2 separate regions of the Hordeum vulgare genome follow, and region 2 is linked to region 1. A link is a contact called in public Hi-C data. All regions are on one chromosome and are shown on one strand. The core of a region is the stretch at or near the end of the contact, and the rest is flanking DNA. Distances in the headings are between cores, read along the strand shown. Region 1 holds the start of LOC123444003 (probable protein phosphatase 2C 8). Region 2 holds the start of LOC123444004 (myosin-2 heavy chain-like).

Evidence for each region. Hi-C and Micro-C count contacts between places; a contact is called where the count stands out from the background.
Region 2: a Hi-C map of leaf shows a contact between it and region 1, with 5 times the contacts expected there. The contact joins the promoter of LOC123444004 here to the promoter of LOC123444003 in region 1. A contact is called at or near these places in 3 of 6 Hi-C or Micro-C datasets (leaf and seedling).

The regions. Positions count from the first base shown.
Region 1 is chr3H:405,956,550-405,960,756 of MorexV3_pseudomolecules_assembly, forward strand. LOC123444003 (probable protein phosphatase 2C 8) reads left to right here and starts at 1,390. Exons shown (of 3, transcript XM_045120598.1): 1 at 1,390-2,657. The coding sequence starts at 1,902.
Region 2 is chr3H:406,462,718-406,467,373 of MorexV3_pseudomolecules_assembly, forward strand. LOC123444004 (myosin-2 heavy chain-like) reads right to left here and starts at 3,168. Exons shown (of 4, transcript XM_045120599.1): 1 at 2,961-3,168; 2 at 2,749-2,819; 3 at 1,465-1,586; 4 at 1-1,202. The coding sequence starts at 1,519.

The DNA.
Region 1 (4,207 bases), core at 140-2,639:
CATGTGGAAGACAAAAGAAATCTGCCGTGGCCGACCGTAGACTAGTATAGGGATCGTGAAAGTGGAGATCGCACATATTTTTACTTCTTTAGTTAAAAATGTTAAAAATGTAACGAAATTCGTCGTCTTTGTATGAAATTCGCGTGCATTTGCATGAATTTTGTCTGGTTGGTTTGAGCTGTTGTCAAAATATATGCGACCATGGTTGAATGGCGTCATCCCGTATTTGTGTTCTCGGAATAGTCCTTATCTATCCGCGGACGGATGCGGGAAGAAATTTACGAGTTGCCGTTGCCCTCAAGACGATGATTTTTTAACTACCTACGGTAATAAGGTTTGGGTAGCTCCTTTTAAGGAAGGGCGATGATCGAACGCACATCTTCGATTCCCTTTTTTGTTCATAGTCCCATGTTAGATGGTGTGGATGTAATTTTTGCGAAAAAAGTGATTTTAACTTATCACTAATGCCACATACTTCGTGTGTGCGAGTTTATAAATGGCTACTAGTACTAGAATGTTTGATACCCATTGCAAATTTATTACTAGTGCTATTATTAGTTTCTAAGTTCGATTTTATCAATCCATCTTGTATTTTGCACAAAATTTAACCATGGGTTGGCTAGCAATATTAAAATTATTATTGTATTTGTTTTTGAATTTTTTACTACACATAATTTACATTTTAATAACCAAGCTTATGATAAAAATTGACTCAAATACCAGGGGACTAATAGAACCGAGCAAAGGGATTACCAAATTTAAAGACAATGCATTACAAACCGTATGAAAGGAGTACCAATTTTGAAGACAATGCGTTGCGAATGCCCATCGAAAGTTACCGAGGTCTTCTTTGATTCGTGGGATTTCCAAAACACGGTAATAGAAAAAAAATACATAGACAGGGGTGTCATGCCATAGTCGTATACATGATTGCACTAATGTTTGATTGAGCACATAAAAAGCCATATAAATCTTGACATAAGATTGAATTGGATGAAAATGTATCTAGAATATAGTTCAAATGGATCTTGGATTACATTTCTACGAGTCCAGCATGGTGTGTAGGAATTTTTTTTTCTAACAATCAGAATTTTCAAAAATTCCATTGCAAATTATCATTTGAATCAAAGAGACCTTCAGTGAGCAATGACAACCTGGCTTTGGTTACCGCTTGAGAAATTTGCTTACGCGACGTTAATCGCAGATTTTATTGCCCCACCAGAAATCACCTTACCAAGCAAAATATCCCAAAAATGTGAATTCAACTGAAAACTGAAATTTTGATGAATTTTATCCAAATTTAAAATTCATTGGAAAATTTCGTTCACTCCACGGGAACCGAAAATCTCAATGCCCCACGGGAACTGAAAACTGAACCTTGGTGACAGCTCGTGTGCATCTACCAATTCTGCCCTATCAGTCAAAATTGCACTACATGCCCCACAGGCGTCTTTCCTCTTCCCTCCACGTAACCCCTCGTCCTTTCTATTCAGGTCCCACGCGTTACCTAAAAGGGCCAAGAGTTAGATCGTTCCCTGCACCCTCTCCACAACCACCGCGAGCGACTAGAATGCCTGGCCCCGCCGTCAGAAGCCTATGCCTCTCTCCACGGTCCACATGAGCCGCGCGCACCACGCCCTTCCGCGTGCCCCGAGACTCGGAGCCGCTCATCGCGCTCGCCACGCGCCGGCCGCCGGCTCATCCCCGCCGTCCACGTCCAGGCCCGCGAGATCCACGTCCGGATACGGCTCCCGCCCTCGCTGTCACGTATCCAGTCCATCTACGGGCAATCGGACGGCCACGGAGCGTTGTCTAACCTCTTTCCCCCCGTGGCCGCGCGTATTAGAGGCGGCTCGCCGTCCCTGGCCCCCAGTTTCTTTTTGTTCTCTCCGGCGAGGGAAATGAGCAGCGAGACGAGCAAGCGAGATCATGCACGGGAGCTCCTCGCCGCCGACAGGAAGTTGATGACCGTGGCCCGCACAGCGCGACGACGCCGGCTCGAGGTCCGGCGGCTGGGACGTACTGCGTCTGCGGCTGCAGAGGACGAGGGCGCGAAGCGGGTGCGGCCGGCGCCGGACAGCTCCTCGGACTCGTCTGACTCCGCGAAGGTGGCGCCGGAGCCCCCCTTGGCGGCGTCTAGGTGCTCGGCGTGCGTGTCGCACGGGGCGGTGTCCGTGATCGGGCGCCGGCGGGAGATGGAGGACGCGGTGGCCGTCGCCGCGCCGTTCCTGGCCGATACGGCGGCGGTGGAGGGGAGCGGCGACGTGGAGCACGGGGCAGGGGAAGAGGGCTTCTTCGCTGTGTACGACGGGCACGGCGGGTCCCGCGTGGCGGAGGCGTGCCGGTCGCGGATGCACCTGGTGCTCGCAGAGGAGGTGCGGCTTCGTCGTCCGCGGCCTGAGGGCGGAGGGCAGGGTCGGGCCGTGGACAACGAGGCAGACGGCGCGCGGTGGAAGGAGGCCATGACGGCCTGCTTCGCCCGGGTGGACGGCGAGGTCGGCGTCGACGACGGGACCGACACCGGCGAGCAGACGGTGGGCTCCACCGCCGTAGTGGCCGTGGTGGGCCCGCGCCGCATCGTCGTCGCGAACTGCGGCGACTCCCGCGCCGTGCTCTCCCGCGGCGGCGTCCCCGTGCCGCTCTCCTCCGACCACAAGGTACACGACGCCACCACGCAACGCAACGCACCCGTCCGTCCAAACTAACATGGTCAGGTTAATCGCCGGCTCACGCCGTTTTTTCCGCGAGATCTGCTTCCGTTCCGGCCTCGGGTTACAGGTGTCGCGCGCGCCGCGCCAGCCCCTGCTTTGCGCGCGGGCGTGTCGACTACTGGGACGTTTCGTGTGTTCCATGGGCGATGATGGGTTGGAGTCCAAATTAGAAGGTGGTTTATTAGTCTGCTCGTGGCGGTCGTGGAGTTGGGTCGGGGCGGGCCGTGTGGTTGTACTGCGTCACCCCCTATTGAGTTCGCCGGAACTCTCAGACCCCAGGTCTTTTTCTTTTCCAGAAAACTTCCGATCTACTCATCAACTTTTAAGAAAATTTCTCATCTATTCATCAACTATCAAGGTAAGTATAAAGAATATCAAAAGTAAAAATTACATTCAGGTCTGTGGACCTCCTAGCAACAACTATAATCACTAGAAAACTGAAAGGCGTACGTTTATGGGTTTCTCCCTTGGGCTAATATAAGGCACTTTCTCTGCCTCGTTGCAAAATGTGCATTGATAGAACAGAGTTTAGTTGGCGCAAAGTCGGTTTGGCGGCTGTTCTTTTGATGCTGTGCCATACGTCCGTATGGTTCAGTTGGGAGTATACACAGCAACAAATGCGTGAGAGAACTGTGCGGTAAGTAACTCCTGAATGGAAATTAAATTATACTCCCTCCGTCCCAAAATAAGTGTCTTAACTTTATACTAGCTTTAGTACAAAGTTGTATTAAGCTTCGGACACTTATTTTGGAACGGAGCAAGTAATGGTTTAGGTCGTTAGCTCTACTTTAGAAAAGTACATACTTAATTAAAAAGAAAATTGTGTGAGAGAGAGGGGCTCGGTCTGATGGCTTCCTCTGTTCAGTGTCTAGCTATCTTCAGATGATGTCTTGCTTCTGCAGTAGGACGGTAGCTCATACTATCAATTAGCAAAACCGGGAAGGAGGGAGCTAGCTTAGCACTGTATTTCTGGCAATATTTCCACTCAATGGTAGAACATGGCTGAAACAACATGCTGCTAAGGGCATCTTCAATGGTTGTATGATCATCGTTGGTAAAATTGCCACATAGATGATTTTGATGACATGACGCATAATAAAAGAAGAGAGAGAATGAAATCGTATGAACTTGAAGCAACGGTTCACGCACAAGCTCCGAGGCAAGCATGATTATTTCTTCCATGTTTAGTGGACCCGCTTAGTTATTTTACATACGATTAACATACACTTCATTGAAGAGCTTGTATGATGTGCTGTTGGTTGTTGATGTGGATACTTATACCAACGATTGAACATACGGACTGTTGAAGATGCTCTAAGAGGGTGCTTGGATACGTTTTAGTCCCACTAAAACTTGCTAGCCTCACACATGCTTGGATCCAAATACTAAAGACACTAAAATCAAGTTAATGAGCATTTATTATCCTTCAAACCCTCCAATCCAGAACTCGTCTGTGTTAAAGGAGAGGAGTTAAATGAGGAGAGAGAGGACTAATC
Region 2 (4,656 bases), core at 1,918-4,417, 510 kb after region 1:
TTCTAACTGCTTTAGCTCTGATGCCGCAGAATTCTTTTCTTTCAGTAGCTCTGCAATATTATCACTCAGTGCAAGTTTTGTTGATTCCATTTCCTTTGCTAGTTCCTTGATGGTACATTGTGCCTTCTCCAACTCATTCAAACACTTGGAATGTGCTGATACTAGTCTTAATTTTTCTTCCTCTGCAGCTCCACGTTCCTTGTTCAGATTGTTCATTAGTTCCTCTCTCTCCACTGTCATACCATCTATCTCCACCCCTAAACGTTGAAGCTTGCTTTCCAGTAAACTGTTTTCTGCAATCAAGGAGTCATTTTTAGCTTCTGTTTCAGCAAGAGTTGCCCTCAGTTCGGAAAACTTGATATCCACATTCTTCCCATTTTCTTTCAGGTTATCACATTCCACTGACAGCATCAAGTTCTCATCCTTGGATTTTTGGATTTCTGATAACAAGGTCTGCACTTCTTTCTCAGCTAAGTGGGCCTTCTCTAGTTGGGATGTCAAGGAGTTGCATTTCTCCACTGTATCTTGCAGCTGATTGCTCATATCTTCCCTCTTGTTCTCCAGGTCTACAATTAAAATCTTCAGGTCATCCCTCTCGTTTTCAGTAGTCTGCTTCTCGCCAGATAACGTCCTCATCTCATTCTCCATGACTGTTGATTTCTTCAGGGATTCTGCTGCCTCCTTCTCTGCACCTTCAACCAACAATTTTAGATGTTCGTTCTCTGATGACAAATTTGCAACGTCTGAACTAGTAGTTTCTTTGTCCGTTATTGCTTTTTCTAATAGCTTCTTCAGTTCAGATATTTCCTTCGTTTTTTCTTCTGCATTTTGTTTCAGCTTCTGAATTTCTGCTTCCATACTTTGCTTTTCACCTTGATGCTCTCTAGCAAGCTTCTGCATCCAGCCATTTTCTTCATTTAGTGCATCTAATTTCTGACTTGGAATGTCAGTGTCTGATCTGTCTCCTTCCGAGTCTGAATCGGACGAATCTGAACCAGTGGAACTGTGACCAACATTTTCTAGTTTACTGATTAGATCTTTGCAGTGCTTGTGAAGGTGCTGATAGTCTTCATGGAAGCCCTTTACAAGGGAGGACAGTTTTGATTTCTTGAAGGTATTTCCAGAATCATCTGGTTCGCTTTCAGCCAGCTCACTCTCCTCTCCTATCATTCGCAAAATGTGCTCCACATTCTCATCAACACCTGAGGAAATAACAAAACAACTAAACTTTATTCAAATAATAAATGGTAGAAGCAAGAGTAATGTTTTCTAGAACTCGAAAGTGCTCGGATAACCAGGCAAAATATAAACTAAATCAGTACTATATCAACACTCAACAGGCTACTCTATTTATGGAAAATAATTGGATGAATGGAGAAAATGCGATTGGTGGTTCCTCTACAGTCTAGAACACAAAAAAGTGCATGATAATTGATATGAGTTGCATATTAGTCAAGAGAATACCCTTTTTGTTCTCCAAGAAATGTTTGGACTTTCTATTTTTGTGTTTCTTCGTCATGCTGGACTGCTGAAGGTCACTATATCCACAACCTTCTCTCCTGGACGGCAGATGACTCGAGGATGAACTGTGCAAGAACGAAAAAAGCAATTAATTCACAACTCATCCGGTAGTACAATTGTCACAAGAGGGACCATTTAATATGTGTAACTAATCAAGATTTTAAAGAGCTCCAACCCCGATCACTTGCGAACGATCTCCCCCTGCCCGAGGCATCGCGCGTCGATGATTACCCCATCTTCATCCAGGAGGACCAGTCAGTGAGCCTCAGACCGGACGTAGAGGATCCCCACATTCGACAGTGTGCGCTAAGATATGGATATGCCTGTCAGTATAGCATCTCGATGCCAGCTGACACATCCAATCCAAGAACACATACATGATGTATATAGCAGCCAGCGACTACTCGGCTAGCTACTTATCATTTTCCTAAACTACTGTGCTACTTGCTTATTGCTTTGTCCATGGTTTGAATCTATGGGTTTAGTCCATAGGATCCTGAAAGGATCGGGTTCCACTATCAATGAGATAGCGGAACAAAAAACAAGAAAAAAGGGTCATGGCGCAAGTAAAACTAAAGTAAGCAAGAGGTCATGTCCATCTCATACAACCTGCTTACTAGGCTATGCCACATGCACCGCTAACATTGCCTAGATGAAGAGTCTAAACGAGTCTATGGTTTTAGTTTATATCAGGAAAAAAGGAATATATGGTTTAGTCCATAAGTGAGAAACAGCTTGGATTGGGTTGGGTGGAAAAGGCATGCAATTTGGTTTAGTCTGGATGCCAGCTTATTTGTTTTGTTTTGTTTTGGTTTGGTTCGGTTCTGTTGCTGGAGGCGTGACGCTAGAGGTTTACTGATCTGAGCACTGCTGCTTGTTTCTGTGGCTCCTTTTTCAGTTATTTTTCTCTTCTCTGTGTGCTCTGGTGATGTTCCTCCTGATTGTTGTACCTCTCCCCTCCCCTTGTAATAAAGCATATAAGCAGAGCTCCTGCTGTTGTCGTCAAATAAAGAACAGTCTGGGCTGGGTTCAGTTTGGCTGTCGAACTATTCCCAGGTTTATCTACATCATAGATGGCCCTCCTCCAACAATACCCAAAGTCGTATACAACCATTTTTCCGATTCAACTCGTGCGGAAACTTCTCCGCTACTAGTCCGGTAACAAGAGCAGCCGACCCGCATCTAGATAGACTGTACAATAGAGAGTGAACAGATCAAGAAACGTACCGAACGGGAAACTACAGCTGCATCCTTTACTCTGTATCTCCCGCCTCTTGTTGAACTCGAACTGCTAAGATCTGAGAGAAAACAATAACCAAAGAGCAAGCATGGTCAGGTACCGCGCATGGACTGCAGCCACGCAGATCGGAACAGGGGGAGCAAACTGAAGAAGGAGAGCTGGAAACCGAGCGGAAGAGAAACGGAACAAAAGGAGTTACCGGAAGGGGTGAAGACTGAAGCGGTTGCTCGATCGCCACAGAAGCAAGCCGCGGCCACAGGCTCTCTCTCTCTCTCTCTCTCTCCACTGGGGGCAGCCGATGTGTGGGCAGAGTTAGAAACGTACTGCAGGCGGCCTCGCAGGGAGCGAGTGAACAGCGATCGATTCGTTCTCTTTGAGCTGCCTCGGCCCTTGGGCGTCTGGCTGGAGCTGAAGGCCCTCCGGGTCTGCGCCTTATTACGGGATCGCCACCGAACCCGAACGCCGCTCCCGCCAATTCGAACGCACCTTTGCGGCCACATGGCGGCAGAGGCCCACGAGCCACGAGGCAGCGCGGTCTGTCTGAGCTGGCGGGGGCGTGGGACTGGGAGCCAGCCAATCCAAAGCCGCGGAAGCAAACAAAAACGAAGGTGAGGAATTCGTGGTGGCCGGTGGGGGATGACGAGGACGGACGGCCCTCCTGCTACTACTGTGCCGCAGGTGGTGCCCTGCCTTTGTTCTTGTTGGCTTGTGAGCCATCTTGTCTCCTCCACGACGAATCTTTTGTGGCTGAGCTCCGGTAGATCCAACAGTTAGCCGGTACGAGAACGAGAACGGGGCGTTAGGTTTACGATTAGTTCGTGCGAGAACGGGGTGTTACGTTTGGTCTGTTAACTAGTAAACTTGTACGTGCATTTGCACGTCTTGACTAAAATCATGTTGTATTATAAAACATAAATATTTCTATCATAATATAGAATAACACTTTTGGGAATTTGAAATTTGATGCGAAGTGTGTAAAATTCCTAATTCTCGAGTCATAAAGACGAGTTGATTGTTACATGAACCAACATTTTCCTTATTCAAATAGGGTGATCGCAGTTCACAATCGAACCCCTCTCAAGTTGTACATTTTTTTAGGAGAAGCAAAGCTTTATAAATTAACGGTGCTTAGGCAAATTGCCCGTCGCACACGCAGCCACATTGGCTGGTACATCCGACTCCCACATTACACAATGAGAAGGTTCACACACATCCCCAAGAGTAGCGAGTTCATGAGCAACATTATTCGTACTACGTCTACAAAATGAAATAACATGCTTGAAGAACCAAAGCTTTAGCTGAAGCTTGATGTCCTCAATGACAGCCGAGTAAGTAGATGAGTCTGTCTTCCATATGTCTAGAGCATCACATAAGAGTTGTGAATCAGTCTCAAATACCACTGGATCATTCCCATGTCGGCTGCAAAAGGCACAGCTTGTGCTATGGCATGGACCTCTGTAGCAAAGGCATCTTGAACATTCTCCTATCGTCAAACTCGTGCTCAGATGATGTTTCCATAGGAAGCTCTTGCCACAACGCCCCAGCCCGCATGCATGTCATGAGGCACAAAGGACCATCCACGTTGATTTTGATCATATCATTATTTGGCGGTCGCCACTTCTCCATGTACTTCTTTGCTAGCGCTGAATTGTAGATTTGATTGTACTATAGTACACAGCAGCGTGTGCATCTCGCTAGCTTCATCGTCGAGATTCGCAATTTGCCCTCCCTTAGCTTGTTACGACTGCTCCACCACAGCCGCCAAAAGGTTAGAATGTGCAACCATTTACTCTCATTCAGACTCCAGAGGTAGTCTAGCATTGCATGTACTGGTGTGTTTGCTCAAAATCCATCTGTTCTTTCTCAAGGGCTAGCTCCCTCCGGATTTCTTTCAC